2 separate regions of the Mus musculus genome follow, and region 2 is linked to region 1. The links are chromatin contacts, called in public HiChIP or PLAC-seq maps. All regions are on one chromosome and are shown on one strand. Each heading gives the region's core, a stretch centred on a gene start, on an enhancer-like site or on the middle of the called end of the contact. The rest is flanking DNA. Distances are from core to core; before and after follow the strand shown. Region 1 holds the start of Tmem132c (transmembrane protein 132C). Region 2 has its middle 56 kb from the start of Gm33738.

Evidence for each region. HiChIP or PLAC-seq counts read pairs in DNA pulled down with a chosen protein or histone mark.
Region 2: a contact with region 1 is called in an H3K27ac HiChIP or PLAC-seq map of SST interneurons, with 12 times the contacts expected there. The contact joins the enhancer-like site here to the promoter of Tmem132c in region 1. A contact is called at or near these places in 5 of 39 promoter capture datasets (the C10 cell line, hippocampal neurons, liver and 1 more), 11 of 484 Hi-C or Micro-C datasets (cerebellar granule neurons, cerebellum, cerebral cortex and 5 more) and 7 of 115 datasets of contacts at active chromatin or transcription factors (SST interneurons, craniofacial prominence, embryonic forebrain and 4 more).

What each region holds. Positions count from the first base shown.
Region 1 is chr5:127,238,483-127,245,148 of GRCm38.p6, reverse strand. It overlaps Tmem132c (transmembrane protein 132C), which reads right to left and starts at 3,323. Exons shown (of 9, transcript NM_175432.3): 1 at 3,129-3,323. The coding sequence starts at 3,234.
Region 2 is chr5:128,496,461-128,503,126 of GRCm38.p6, reverse strand. No RefSeq gene overlaps it. Among named protein-coding and RNA genes, the nearest start is that of Gm33738, 56 kb to the right of the region's middle. Within about 2 kb of position 3,871, at least 3 of the 459 cell types and tissues checked have an H3K27ac peak or open chromatin away from gene starts, as enhancers often do. A contact at or near this core is called in SST interneurons, where this site is marked.

The sequences.
Region 1 (6,666 bases), core at 2,074-4,573:
AAAAAAAAAAAAAAAAAACTGTAACTGTTGTTCCAGGAGATCCCACACCTTCTTCTGGCCTCCAAGAGAACCAACTGCACATATAGTATACAGATTTACATATGGGCAAACACTAATACACAACAATAAAAACAAAAAAATAAGCTTATGTATAGCTTGTGGCAAATAGAAGATCATTTCTTGTAATTTACTCAGATAATCTGTATGCAGTTGTGCAGTGTAGTTTAGGAGCCTGACATAGATGCTACAGGGGGGAAAATGAATTTTTACGTGACTTCTCCCATTTTTAAAACTATAAATGTATTTTATTTAATTACAGGAATACTCCCATTAAGAACAAAAACGAACAAAAACACTGAAAATCTGCAGTCTTTTGCAAGCATCCTGTGGATAGTCCAAGTCTGATGAGAGCCAGGTTGGGGGGGGGGTGAACAGGGGCAAGCCAAAGCCTGGTGGGGGTTCCAGGGACCTTTGAACATCTGTCACACAGGGGGATGCTGTGTGGCAGATGAGAAAGGATGGCCCAAGGTCTTGGTCTCCAAAGACAGCATGGCCGTGGGCAGGGGAGAAGAACCTTTTTTACCGGTAATTCCCAGAGTGCTAAGAGGCCAGAGAAGTGTTTATCATTCCTTTCTTCCTTCCTTCAGTGGCCAACACTGATCTTAAAGCTATTTCTATTCTCCAAAGCCTCCTCCAATCGAAGGCTCCTGAGCTTCGTTCACCACCGTTGATTCGTCCGTGTACAGCTTACAGCCCACACCTCCATAGAGGCCTCGGTCCACCTGGCCGTGTGCACATCTCAATATCAGTGGACCTTCCATCGGGTTCCGGTGAGCTGGAATCCACAGCCCAAACCAGCTGTCTCTGGGGCCCGTCCACCTAATCAGAAGCCATCAGAAGCCCACAACCCTTTCCACCTGCCTTTGAGGGTTGACGGGTGTAGAAGCGGGTGTTTCAGCTCAAGGGAGCCTTAGGGAGAGAGCCCTTCCTTTCAATGCACTGTCCTATTTATGAAAACTCCAGAGCACAACTGTGCTTTCTGTAACCCCTGATGTGTTGCAAAGCTTCAGAACTAACCGTCAAAAACACACACTTGGTTGGTGGCCGATGACTGGACAGATTTCCAAGGTTCCAGAAACATGCGCAGAGACCCTTGTATAGTCAAAGTCCCTGGTGGCATAGCTGTTTTTAAGACAGTGGAAATTTAAACAAGGGTGAGAAGGTGTTTGTTTCTGTCAAACATGCTGTGGAGGAGCCGGGAGGTGGCTCAGGGGTAGACTCACGCATGCGCGTGTATGCAGGAGGACCTGAATCCCAGACTCAGGAAAACAGAAAAGCGAGGCAGGTGAAGCAGGCTGGCTTCCCAGCGCTTAGGAGGCAGTAATGCACAGGGCAGGGCTGGAAGGAACTTAATGAGGGAACTTCCCCGCCAGATGAGAAGCTCTGTCTCAGAAAAAAACAAAAAACCCTCCGTGGAGACGGACTGCGGAAGACAGCGAGGATTGATCTCCTGTCTCTACACATAGGTGCGAACACACACCCGCTTGCACACGCACGCACGCACGCGACATCTTACAGAGTAAACACCAGGCTGGGTTAGGAAGACACCGGGGACGAACTGTAGCTTTCATCAGCCATACAAAGTGAAAACACATTTGGCAGACGGGCTTCCAGAACCAACCTTAGAAGCCCTCCCCACTTCCCACCCCCAACATGGTGAAGTCTAGCAAATCCAGGTGTCTTGGTGGGGAGGGGGGCGCTTTGCATCACATGGGCTTTCCCAGCCCTGCAACCTCCACCATGCCAGCCCCACCCCAGCGCCTTCAATCGCCAGCCAGCCCAAGGTCTAAAACGGCCACCGCAATAACAGCCGCTTCTTAGTCAGAAGCGAAATCTGGGTCTCTTTCTCTCTTTCTTTCTAACTCCCCATTAAGCCATTTGGTGATCAGAATCCGCGGGGAGGTGTGTACCGAGAGCCGCCTCTGGGCTAATAGCAGAACACAGGTAAAGGCTCCTGAATTTCTGCTCTTTGGGGGGGGGGGGAAGCCCACTCCCAACACCCCCACCCCCCACCCCAGTTTACCCGGGGCTCTGTGGAAACAGGACCCACTGGAAGGAAGCACAGCGTACATGGCAGGTTTGTCTGGGAATTGCTCCTCGAGTAAGGGGCATCCCCTGGTTTCACATGGTGGAGTAGAGACTTTTGTAAAGCAAATTCTACTTTTTAACGCCAATTGTCAACTTGTCTCCCCAGATACATTTCCAGCCCATCCTTGGAACCCCGGACAGGAGTGAGGTCTCGACATCTGTGCGGGGCGGATTAGAGCGAATCCTCAGTCCAGTCCGTGTCAAAGGCTGAGCTTGAACCCGCCTCGCTGCGGGAGGGCTCAGGACTCCGGGGAACATCCGGGCTTAACCCACCGCACGCGAAAACCCCTTCAGGGCGCCCCCGCGACCGCACCCCGTAGCTCGCGGACCCTAAATGCCTGAAGCCAGCGGCTCCGATCTTCCAGTCCTGCCTGCCGCCGACCGGGCTCACAGAAGAGTAATAATATGACTTAGCGACCTTAAGCAGCAGCGAGCGCTCTGGCCAGGCTGCGTCAGCCGGTTTGCACAAGTCTCCAGAAACCTGCAGAGTCCGGATTCCCACGGCCCCCGGAGCAAAGGACCGAAGTGGGAGCCTAACGGCGAGTCGCTGGAAACCAGAGCGGTCCGATGCTTTCAATGCCACCGTTCGGTCTAATGTAGGGCGGAAAGTCTCAGGTTTCTCTAAAGCTGGGGAAGGGGCCGCGGGAAACCAGGGTCCTCCCCGCGTCCCGCAGCTGCACCGAGTCCCGGGTGTGTAGCCCAATGTAGAAGTCAAGGTGTAGCCCAGACCCAGAGTCCGGCAACCACGCCCCCCCCCCCCCCCCGCTCTCCTGGAGGGAGGCAGTAGGGCTTCGAGGTGGGCTGCCGCGGAGGATCCCTAGCACTGACTCTAATGCTCCAAGCTGAGGCTGGTGTCCGCTGTTTCCGTAGATGGAGGCTCTAAGATGGGACCCGGATCTCGCGCCGCTCTCTCCACCCTCGCCCCGGCTTTCCCGCAGCCTACTAGGGGACCTGGAGGTCCCCGCCAGCGCCCGCCTTACCTTGGCCCAGTAGCGTGGCTAGGACCAGGCTCAGCGCCCCGTACCGCGCCGCCCGCCTCGGGGCCGCGCCCTCGGAGCGCATCGTGGCCGCTGTCACGCCATCCATCGCCAGCCCCGGGACCGCGCCGGTTGCCCCATGCCCGGGGCCGCCCCCGGCAGCGCTCCGGCTCCGGCGGCTGCTCCTGAACGGGTCCGGACAACTTTTCTCGGGTTGCAGCCGCGGTCCTGCTGATCCCGCCCCCGGGACCGCCCACTTCGGGCCCGCCCACTACACCCTCCGGATCCGCCCACCTCCGGCCCCCGCTCGCGGCCAGAGGGATGGATGGAGGATGCTTGTGTGCCAGAGAGGTTCCCGGAGCGCAGGCCTCGGGAGGGAGACCCAGAGAGAGGACGAAGAGACTCAGAGACCTCGAATCCCTCTCCTCCTGCTGCTGATCGGCCGCCTCGCAGTCTCCTGCCTCCGCGCAACCATGTCCTGCAAGACGGCTCTGCCCAGGTGCTCACCACGCAGGATGGAGCTGGATCCTTGCTCCCTGCGACTTGCTCCCCCCACCCCTCACGGTCACTCGGGGCCGTCGGTTCCCCATCTACAACATTAGGTCCTCCTCTTCTGAGGGCTGGAGACAACTGGATTTCAAAGCCACGTGCAGCTGTGGAGGAACTATCTAAGCGAAAGATTGGATTCAGTGGGATGTGTTCGGATGTGTGCTCCGCGTGCACTGCGCTTGGGAACGCGCTGACTAACCCCACTGTCTTTAGAAACCGGCCTGGGGCATGTGGCAAAGGCGAGACTCTTTTGTGTCTCTCACCCAATGTACTTTAAAAAAAAAAAATCAACTGTGCAGGGTTAAAACAAAACAGCGACGCCATGTCTCCACCTCCCCCTCCCCCCCCCCAAAAAAAAACATGCCTCAGATGTGCCTCGGTGAGAGCGGTTTCTCTGCACACCCTGAACCCATTTTCTCCTGACTTCCCAGCACTCCCTTCTGGTCACCAGGTTCTAGCCATGTCCCTTTAGGCTTACCAGCCCTAGGGTTTCATCTGCTGGTCCAGGAGCCTGGGCAGTGTGCTGCACAAAGACCCTCTTGGGTCTGCAAGTGAAAGGTTCTCAGGATGCACGCGCGAGCCTCTATCTGCCACTAGCTCTCCAAACCTGGGGATCCCCACCCTGTTCTAAGCCTCACGCTGCATAGGCTCAGTGGTCCCTCTCCCAACCAGGGCTGACAGAATCCTGTTGACCAATCCTTTGGAAAAGCTTTCAAAAACAGTGATTGTAGAAGAAATACCAGGGCAAGAAGCAAGCTTTCCAACCCCCAGATCAGGAGAAGGCAGAAGCAGCCCAAGGAGCCCAGACCTTGGAGACTAGCTTGCACCCAAAACGCAACTGGGCTCTCACAGGCCAGGGAGGCAGCCACTTTATATTTAGGTGATGCAGGCCCTACTGTTCAGCTCACTAAGCCACGGTAGACACATCCTTAGGAAGCAATAACGAAGTCACATGAGCCCCAAGAGGGGAAGGCAGACTTAATCATTTGTTTGTTTGTTTTTTGTTTTTTAAGTCTGGAAGTCTCTAGAGAATGACTTTTTAAAAAAAACTCAAATATTTAGCAAAGGAGATGTGCAACAGCCCGTTATTTCAGACTGAGGGATGGAGTTTGTTTCATCCACTATCTCCCGTTCAATAATAGGAACAAGAATTTAAAACCCCAAGGGGTTCTCACCTCCACATCTACACCCTGAATCACCATATGGGCACCTACTGTCATGTCCTCCAATCTCTTGAACCTTAGATACATCTCCCTTCCTGATGCCTCCAGAACAAACAGAAGGAGACCTAAGTAAAGAGAGTTTTCCTTTTGCAAGCTCCGCTTTAAGACTTCCTTTAATCTGCCACGTGACTTAAATCCAACAAACACATGGGAGAGAGGATCCTTGGTCCCTTTATCTTGGGAAACCCGCAGGTTCCCCCCTGGCTAACAAAGTTTCCTGTATTTATTTATTTTTTTAAAGTCCTGTATTATTGAACCTCAAAATCATTAATTCTTTAACTGAAATTGCTTCCAGATGCTCGCCTGAGTCTCATAAGCGACACCAGAGACCACTAATCTCCTCAAAGGGTATTGCGAAACTCCCCATAGGCTGCGGGCACATGGAGACAATTAATATGATTTATAGGAGGGCAGAGTTATTGGCAGGAGGCCTCCACATGTGCCCAGGGCTTCTAAGTGGAAGAGGCCACTTTTTAGATTTGTTTTGTTCATGCTGAAATCTTAAATGGACGGGGTATGGAGCTTGTTGGTGCGGCTTAGAGCAGCTTGTGCTGTCTGCTTCCAGGCAGGGTGTATGTCTCTGTATTGCTATGCTATACATTAAATGAGCCAGTGTTACTGAGGGTAAGACAAGAATGGCTATAGATTGGCCTCGTAAAAGCAGCCGTGGTCAGCTTGCAAAACAAACAGGGTCTTGACTCTTGGTGCTTATTGGTTGACACAGAAAACAAGGAAGGAAGAAAAATAAAAGACATGTTAGGCTCATGTTCGCAGACACATCGCAATGACCCTTAGAATTCCACATGTCATTCAGCCATTCAGCAAACAGTTTCCAGTTACCAGCCAGTTTCTTAGAGGGTTCTGAGAGTAGACTAGACCAAGGTCCCCTGATGGTTATCCTTGATTGACAGCTGGTTGGAATTTAGACTCTCATGGAAACAAGCCTCTGGTATGTCTATGAGAGGGTTTCTAAATTGCTTTACCTGTGGAGGGAAGACCCACCTTGAATGTGGGCAATACCATCCTGTGGGGTGGTATCTCAGACTGAATAAAAAGGAAATAGTGAGCTGAGCACCAGCATCCATCTCTCTCTGCTTCCTGACTGTGGATACAATGTTACCAGCTGCCTCACGCTCCTGCTGCCATGCCTCCCTGGCTCCACCACGATGAACTGTATTCCTTAAAACTGTGAGCCAGGATAACCCTTTTTCTCTCTTAACTTCCTTCGGTCAAGTATTTTGTCACAGCAATGACGGTCCTAAACTCGGATCTTTTCTCCTGTGGTAGACAGGAGCTCTAGGGAGGATGACTAAGGCAGTCTGTTAGGAGTTGTTGACTTTCAGTACAGCCTTCAGGGAAAGTGCAGTTGTGGGGGAGGGGACAGGTTTCATGATGATGAATGGAGGTAGGCAAGCAGAGGACTTTTAGGAAAATCCACAGTGAGAAACAAGGCCAGGCCTGGGTAGAGTGTGGCCCCAGGGGCAGCCGAGGATGCCAGGGGGTGTGGTGAGAACCACTGGATTTATCTGGGGAGGACTGGATGTGTCTGGGGAGGACTGACTCACAGTGGGATGCAGAAGGGAGGAGGGAACAATTGATAGATCTGTGCTATTGTGAGAGCGTCTTGAGCATCCGTGTATCTGAGGTTTCTCTGTATGGAGTTGGGGGGAAATTCTAGCAGCACAGGCCGCCGATTAGGAAACAGGCTCATAGAGAAGGTTACACCATTGCTGTGAAAATCAACTTTCCATTCAGAGAGTTGGTTCTGC
Region 2 (6,666 bases), core at 2,622-5,121, 1.3 Mb before region 1:
CTTTCTTTCTTTCTTTCTTTCTTTCTTTCTTTCTTTCTTTCTTTCTTCCTTCCTTCCTTCCTTTCTTCCTTTCTCTTTCTTTCTTCTTCCTTCCTTCCTTCCTTCCTTCCTTCCTTTCCTTCCTTCCTTCCTTCCTTCCTTCCTTCCTTCCTTCCTTCCTTCCTTCCTTCCTTCCTCTGACCCTCTCCCTTCCCCCTTTTGAGACAGGCTTTCTCTGTAAAGCCTTCACTGTCCTGGAAATCACTCTGTAGACCAGGCTGAACTTGAACTCAGAGATCCACCCGCCTCTGCCTCCCAGGTGCTGAGATTTAAGGTGTGCACTACCACTGCCTGGCCAGGGATAGTTTACTCTCAAGCCAAATTTAAGTGACCATGATCCAGGAACACAGATTCAACCCCAAATAATTTGTTCCAAGGTGGAATTTTTTTATATAGTTATAGAACAAAAGGAAGCCATAAATTATGCCATTTTTCAAATACAGTGATTGAATAACCAGATAGGTGGGTTACAGTCAAGTGGGGAAATCTGTTGTAAGTCTCAGACATTCTTTGAAGACATCATTGCATTTTGAGTGGAGGAAGTGAGCCATCTGTTAGCACATCCCAAGGGTTTCACATGACAGTCAAAGGATGCTAGGTCAGTGTCCTAGTTTTCTTTCTGCTATTGTGATAAGTTACTCTGACCAAAAGCAATTAATTCAGAGGAAGAGAGGATATATTTGGCTTGTGCTTCCAGGTCACAGTTCGTCACTGCCGGAAGTTAGGGCAGGAACCTGGAAGGCAAAAGCATGGAGGAATGCTGCTTGCTGACTCAGTCACTCAGTAGCTCGTGCTCAGCTAGCTTGCTCACAGAGTCCAGGCTACCTGCCTAGGGATGGTGCCACCCACAGTGGGCTGAGTCTTCCGGCATCAATTAGTAACCAAGGGAATTCCCTACAGCTATGTCCACAGGCCAATCTGATTTGGACAATTCTTCAATCCAGGCTTTAATGACTCTAGGCTGTGTTAAGTTGACAATTAAAATGGACTCGGCCAGCCAGATGTGTAGGTGGACAAACCCAACATAATTTGGCCCTGGATCTGCAACATTTAAAACTCTCCACAATCAATGCAATTCTGGTATCCAGTCAAGCCATATGGTATCTTCAACATAAATATGACTTTTCAAAGAGAACTTCACTTCATAACATTCTCATGAACATATCAATTATCTACCTGTCTATATCAAGCTATCATTCTATAATCTGTTAATCAGCTGTGCCTGTCTACCTACAATCTAGTAGCGATTTACCTACATCTGTTTGTCCTCTGAGCATCAGGTCCTGTCTCTCCCTCTCGGTATACCCATATCCAGAGGAGTCTTATCTGTCTCCATGGAAACCCTGAGGCATGCAGAGTTACTATGTTCCCTTTTGTAACTCTGGTGCTTGAAGACCCTGAGCTTTGAGTCCAAGGTCATGTTTGCTTTCAACAAAACCACTCTAGCCAGCTGGAGGAGGTTTGAAATGAGACCATCAAATGACATGTCTTGTTTGATATTCTTTAAGTGTTGTTGGGGTAAAAGATCAGACACACTAAGCAAGAAAGCACACTGTTTCCTCTTTCATAAGAGTGATGGTTGATGGCAGCCGTCAACTTGATGATACAGAGAATCACCTGGGAAGAAAGTGGTCCTAGGGGCATCTTGTCAGGATGATCTACGGAAGGTCAATTGGTGTGGAATGAACCATCTTTGCTTCTTTGTAAACGCTTGAGTGTATGAATATAATCTGCTGAGTCCATTCAGTGTTGTTTGCCTACATGTACATGAGTTTAGGATTGACCACTCGGGAATGGAGAGTCTATCAGGAAGCTTGTCCCTGGAGAGAATGGACTCTTCCTCTCTCAGCAGCTATGGATTGCCTAGTTCTTCATCCAGGAGTTGGGTCCACTCACACTGGCATGCCCTCTTCGTGGCACCATTGCGTAGGCTTTATTTAGGCGACTGTGTTGTTGGGACCCCATGGGCGCAGCTTCTTCATATCTAAGAGGCATTATATTACAGCAGATATTCGGATCCTTTAGCCCTTACGGTATTTCCGCACCCCTTCCTTGGTTCGTTCTTTCTTTCTTTCTTTCTTTCTTTCTTTCTTTCTTTCTTTTTTTTTAAAGATTTATTTATTATTATATGTAAGTACACCGTAGCTGTCTTCAGACACACCAGAAGAGGGAGTCAGATCTTGTTACAGATGGTTGTGAGCCACCATGTGGTTGCTGAGATTTGAACTCTGGACCTTCGGAAGAGCAGTCGGGTGCTCTTACCCACTGAGCCATCTCACCAGCCCCCCTTGATTCTTTCTTAGTCTTAGGTGTAGGGATTGTGTTGTAGATGTATCAGTCAGGGTTGGGCATCTCCAACTTTCATCACTTGCCCCCCCCCCCAATATTTTGACCAGTTGTACATTTCTGGGATGGTCTCCATCTGCTGCAGAAAGTAACGTCTCAGATGAAAGGCGAGAGAGTTCATCTAAAAATTTGGAGCTAGGATCTACAGAGAAGAGAGTTCGTGCTCTGGGTTAGTTGCACCACTCAGTATGATATTGTCTAGAAAGAACCACAGTAACTATGGTGGGTGGGATTATTCTGTGGGTAGGAGATGTTTGGACTGGAGGAGGAGGAGGAAGCCAGCTGAACAGGAGCGTCCATTCCTCTCTGCTTCCTGTCTGTGGGTGCCGGGTGTCTGCGGGTGCTTCAAACGCCAGGTGCTTTGATTTCCTGCTATGGCCGACCATAGGGGCTAAAACAGATCTTTCACTTTTGTCTGGGCGTTTTATCTCAGCAACAGGAGAAAAGAAAAATTAGAGCAATGATGTAACATTTCCCCCTCCCGCCGGGGGTGGGGATGGAGTGGATAGGGGTCGGGGTGGAGGTTCACGGAGTGTAGCCTTGGCTGCTGTGGAGTGGAGAGATACCTACAGAGGTATTCTAGTCTTTTCTAATGGTGCCTAAGGCCAAACATCAGCTCTCTCTCTCCCCACTTCCCCTCCACACGCCACCCCCATCACATTTGCTCCCTTCCACAGAGCCTGGTGGGATCCAGTCCCAGCACGAGATCCCCATGATCCACACAGCAGCTTCCTGCTCCCTCTTCCATTTGGTTGGGGAGTTGCTGGCTGGCTCTGAGTTTTTGGGATGGGGGTGGGAGGGAGAGGCAGATAACTGTTTCGTAGCCCTTTTCTGCGAAGCCCTATTTATCACACGCAGATGCGGGAAGTTAGACTCTGATGAGGTGCTTGGTTGTGAGGGAGGCTACGGAAGACACTCTCCCCTTCACCACAAGGGAGAAAACGAAGCATTCTTCCCTAAGAAAGGGCCCTGATTGGGCTGCCTGCGGATGGCAAGTGCTGCCAAGTTGTGGGAACCTTGTGCACAGGGGGAGGGAGCTGAGGGCCGGCGTTTCATACCGCAGCTCTCTGCCTGGGGCTCTGCTCCATGGGCTTCTCCCCCAGCCAGATGTTGGGTCCTGTGGCCAGACTTCACAGTCTAGTGAGTATGGGGGGGGGGGTGTTGTTCTTCAGTGGGCCTCTGAGGCAGAGTGGGTCCCGGGGTCCCTGTGAGGCATGAGGGGTTGCACAGGACGAGGTTTCCCTTGTATGTGCCATTCCGGATGGGGTGCCTGATTGACCACACATTGTATGTGTGGTCATGCACTGAGTTTCAGGTCCTGGTCTGACTGCTCTAGAAAATATGGGCTGAGTTCAACAGCACCCACATCATGTTAATTATTAATTATTATTGTTCTTGCTGCTGCTGCTACTACTACTACTACTACCACCACCACCACTACTACTTTCCTGTGTACAGTTGTCTGCGTGCTCACCATGTGCATGCAGTACTAGCGGAGGCCAGGAGAAGGCGCCAGATCCATTGGAACTGGAGATTATACACAGTGAGCTGTGTGGGAGTTGATTCTATGGAAGAGCAGCCAGTGTTCTTAGCCTCTGAGCCATCTCTCCAGTCCTGCACTGATCTTCCTAGCCAATACCCTCTGTTGGCTGTCGTCCAGGGAGGTTTTTCAAAAGATAGAACCATGTCGGGGCTGGGGAATGACCTAGTTTTTAACGTGCACACCTTGTAAACACAGGGACCTGAGTTTGATTTCCCTAGAATCTTAGTTTAAAAAAAAAAAAATCAAAAGAACACCAGGTACAGTAATATGTACTTATAATGCCACTGTTGGGCATTCAAAGCCAGGAGAATGCCTGGGACTCTCTGGCCACCCAACCTAGTCTACTTGACTAGTTCCAGGCCAGTGATAAATCCTTTCTCAGCTCTGTGCTCCTGTCTGGGACCAAGGACAGCTCAGGGGCATGATTCCCACAGGGTACCCAGGAGTTATAGTTGTTCATGGTCATGACAATAAGAAACACAAACACCACTGAGGGACCTAGGAACATTCCTGGTAATTATACAGAGACAGCCAGTGTCAGCATGGGGATGGTGGTGGTGAGAATGGAAATGGAAGTGTGGGGGTAGGGGTGTAACTCCTGGGCACCATACGACCCCGTACTCACTGGAGAACTCAGTAGAGTGATCCATAGCCAGGGCTTAGTAATCACTGGGGCTGAGCAGCTCTCAGAAGGAACTTTGCAGCCCTATCTCCAAAACTCTCATGCTGGGCTTGGGAACGTGGAGCAGAGGGGACTCTGTTGGTTGCAGGGTTGGGTTCATGAATGCTGAGTGCACTTTCTGCATCTGGCACCGCTAGAAATGTTGCTTGGGACTGTGGGGTTTCCACTTCTGAGTGGCCCCCAGTAAGGATGCTGATTATGGTCCAGATGGCATTGATCTATAAATTGGTTAGCACCATCTTCAGGAAAGATCAGGGGTGTTAGCAGCCGGATCTCAGGGTGGTCTGGACTGGTCTCGAACAGTGAAATGTGCAATCTCCACAGATATTTCCATAGCAGCCATAGGCCAGTTCCTTCATGGTTCATTTAAGGAAAAGGTCCTCGTGTGTGGTCAGCGACATGAAACCTTTGAGGCAGAGTCACCACCTAACGAGACACCGTTGAAGTGGAAACTTCTGGTTTCTTTGGAGTCTCAGTTGTGTCGTGTGATATTTTTCTGGATACTGCCTTATGAGGGGATGCTTAGCTGAAGCAGACATGTGGGTGAGGATGTTTTGCTGAGAACGGGAATGTGGTGTTTTCCTGGAAGCTGCCTGGAAATAGGGCATGTGATGTTATGTTACAGTGGATGCTTGAGAGGACACGTGGTGTTTGGAAAGGATATAAATATAACCCAACAAAATGGACGACTCAGGCATTGGTTCACGCTGCCACTCTCTGCTGACTCTGTAGAGCGAAACGTACCAAAGAACTTCTTGTGAAAGTGTGGTGGCTTCTTGCCACTTCTATGCAGACTCGGGCCCGATTGGCAGAGCCTTGCGGTTTCTTCTGGATTGAACTGCTTGTTGCTGATTTGTGAATGGTGTTTGCAAGTGGATCAAGCTATCGCTGCTGATTCGCGTGAACTGAACTGCTGATAATATCCTGACAACAAAGATTGGAGTTGCCCCCCCCCCCCCCCCAAAGAACTGTTTCTAAACAGGTCCACATCCTTCCTTTTAACCTTTCCCTTCCACAACTTCTGGTGGGTGGTGTGCTAGACAGGAGGTTAAAGCATTAAAAAGCCCTTGTTAAAGTATGTTTTGAAAAATCTAAGCCTGCATACCGTACACCCTGGTAGCATTTGGCTCAACTGTGTCTTCTTCCTTGTAGAATGTATTGAGCTTCCTTTGGTGACACCATCCACAAACAGATGTGTGTGGCTACATAACCCTCAGCAGGCAAGGCCCCATGTTCCTGTGTGTGGCTTAAAGGAGATAGACCTGACATGTGCGTGGTAGTAGGATAAGGTACCGCTACCTAAGAGAATCTCCCCATCTCACACCATGCAGAAGCATGTGCCTAGGATGTTGCTCAGGGCTACAAGAAAGCAGATCTCTCCCATCAAAGGCTGAGGAGACAGGGCTGGCGTCTTAGTCACTGTCCTATTACTGTGAAGAGACTGGACCACTAAGGCAACTCTTATGAAAGGAAGAAACATTTAACTGGGGCTGGCTTACAGTTCCAGAGATTCAATCCGTTATCACCATGGCAGGAAGCATGGTGGCATAAAAGCAGATGTTGTAGCAGTAGCTGAGAGATGGACTCTGGGCCTAGGGTGGACTTTTGAAACCTCAAAGCCCACCCCTAGAGACACACATTCTCCAACAAGGCCACACCTCCTGATCCTTCCAATCCTTTCAAATAGTGCCACTCCCTGGTGACTAAGCATTCAAATGTGTGAGCCTTGGAGGGGGGGGGGATGGCGGGGGAGTCAATCTTAACTAAACTATCACAGCAGAGGATACAATTTGTCTTTTATAAAAGTTGCCTTGGTCATGGTGTCTCTTCACAGGAATGGAAACCCTAAGAAAGCAACCTTGGTAGGCAAACTTCTGCTTGTTTAGTGAGTCACTTTTCTCAGCCCATCGCTGGGCTTCCACACGTTATGCTAGAACCTTCTCCTTCAGCTGTGATGAGCTTAGGGGCTTCAGGACTCTGCACCAGTATTGGGCTTTAAAAAAAAATCTTCCTCTGGCCCTCACCTTGGGTGGAATTTCTCACAGAAGGATTTCCC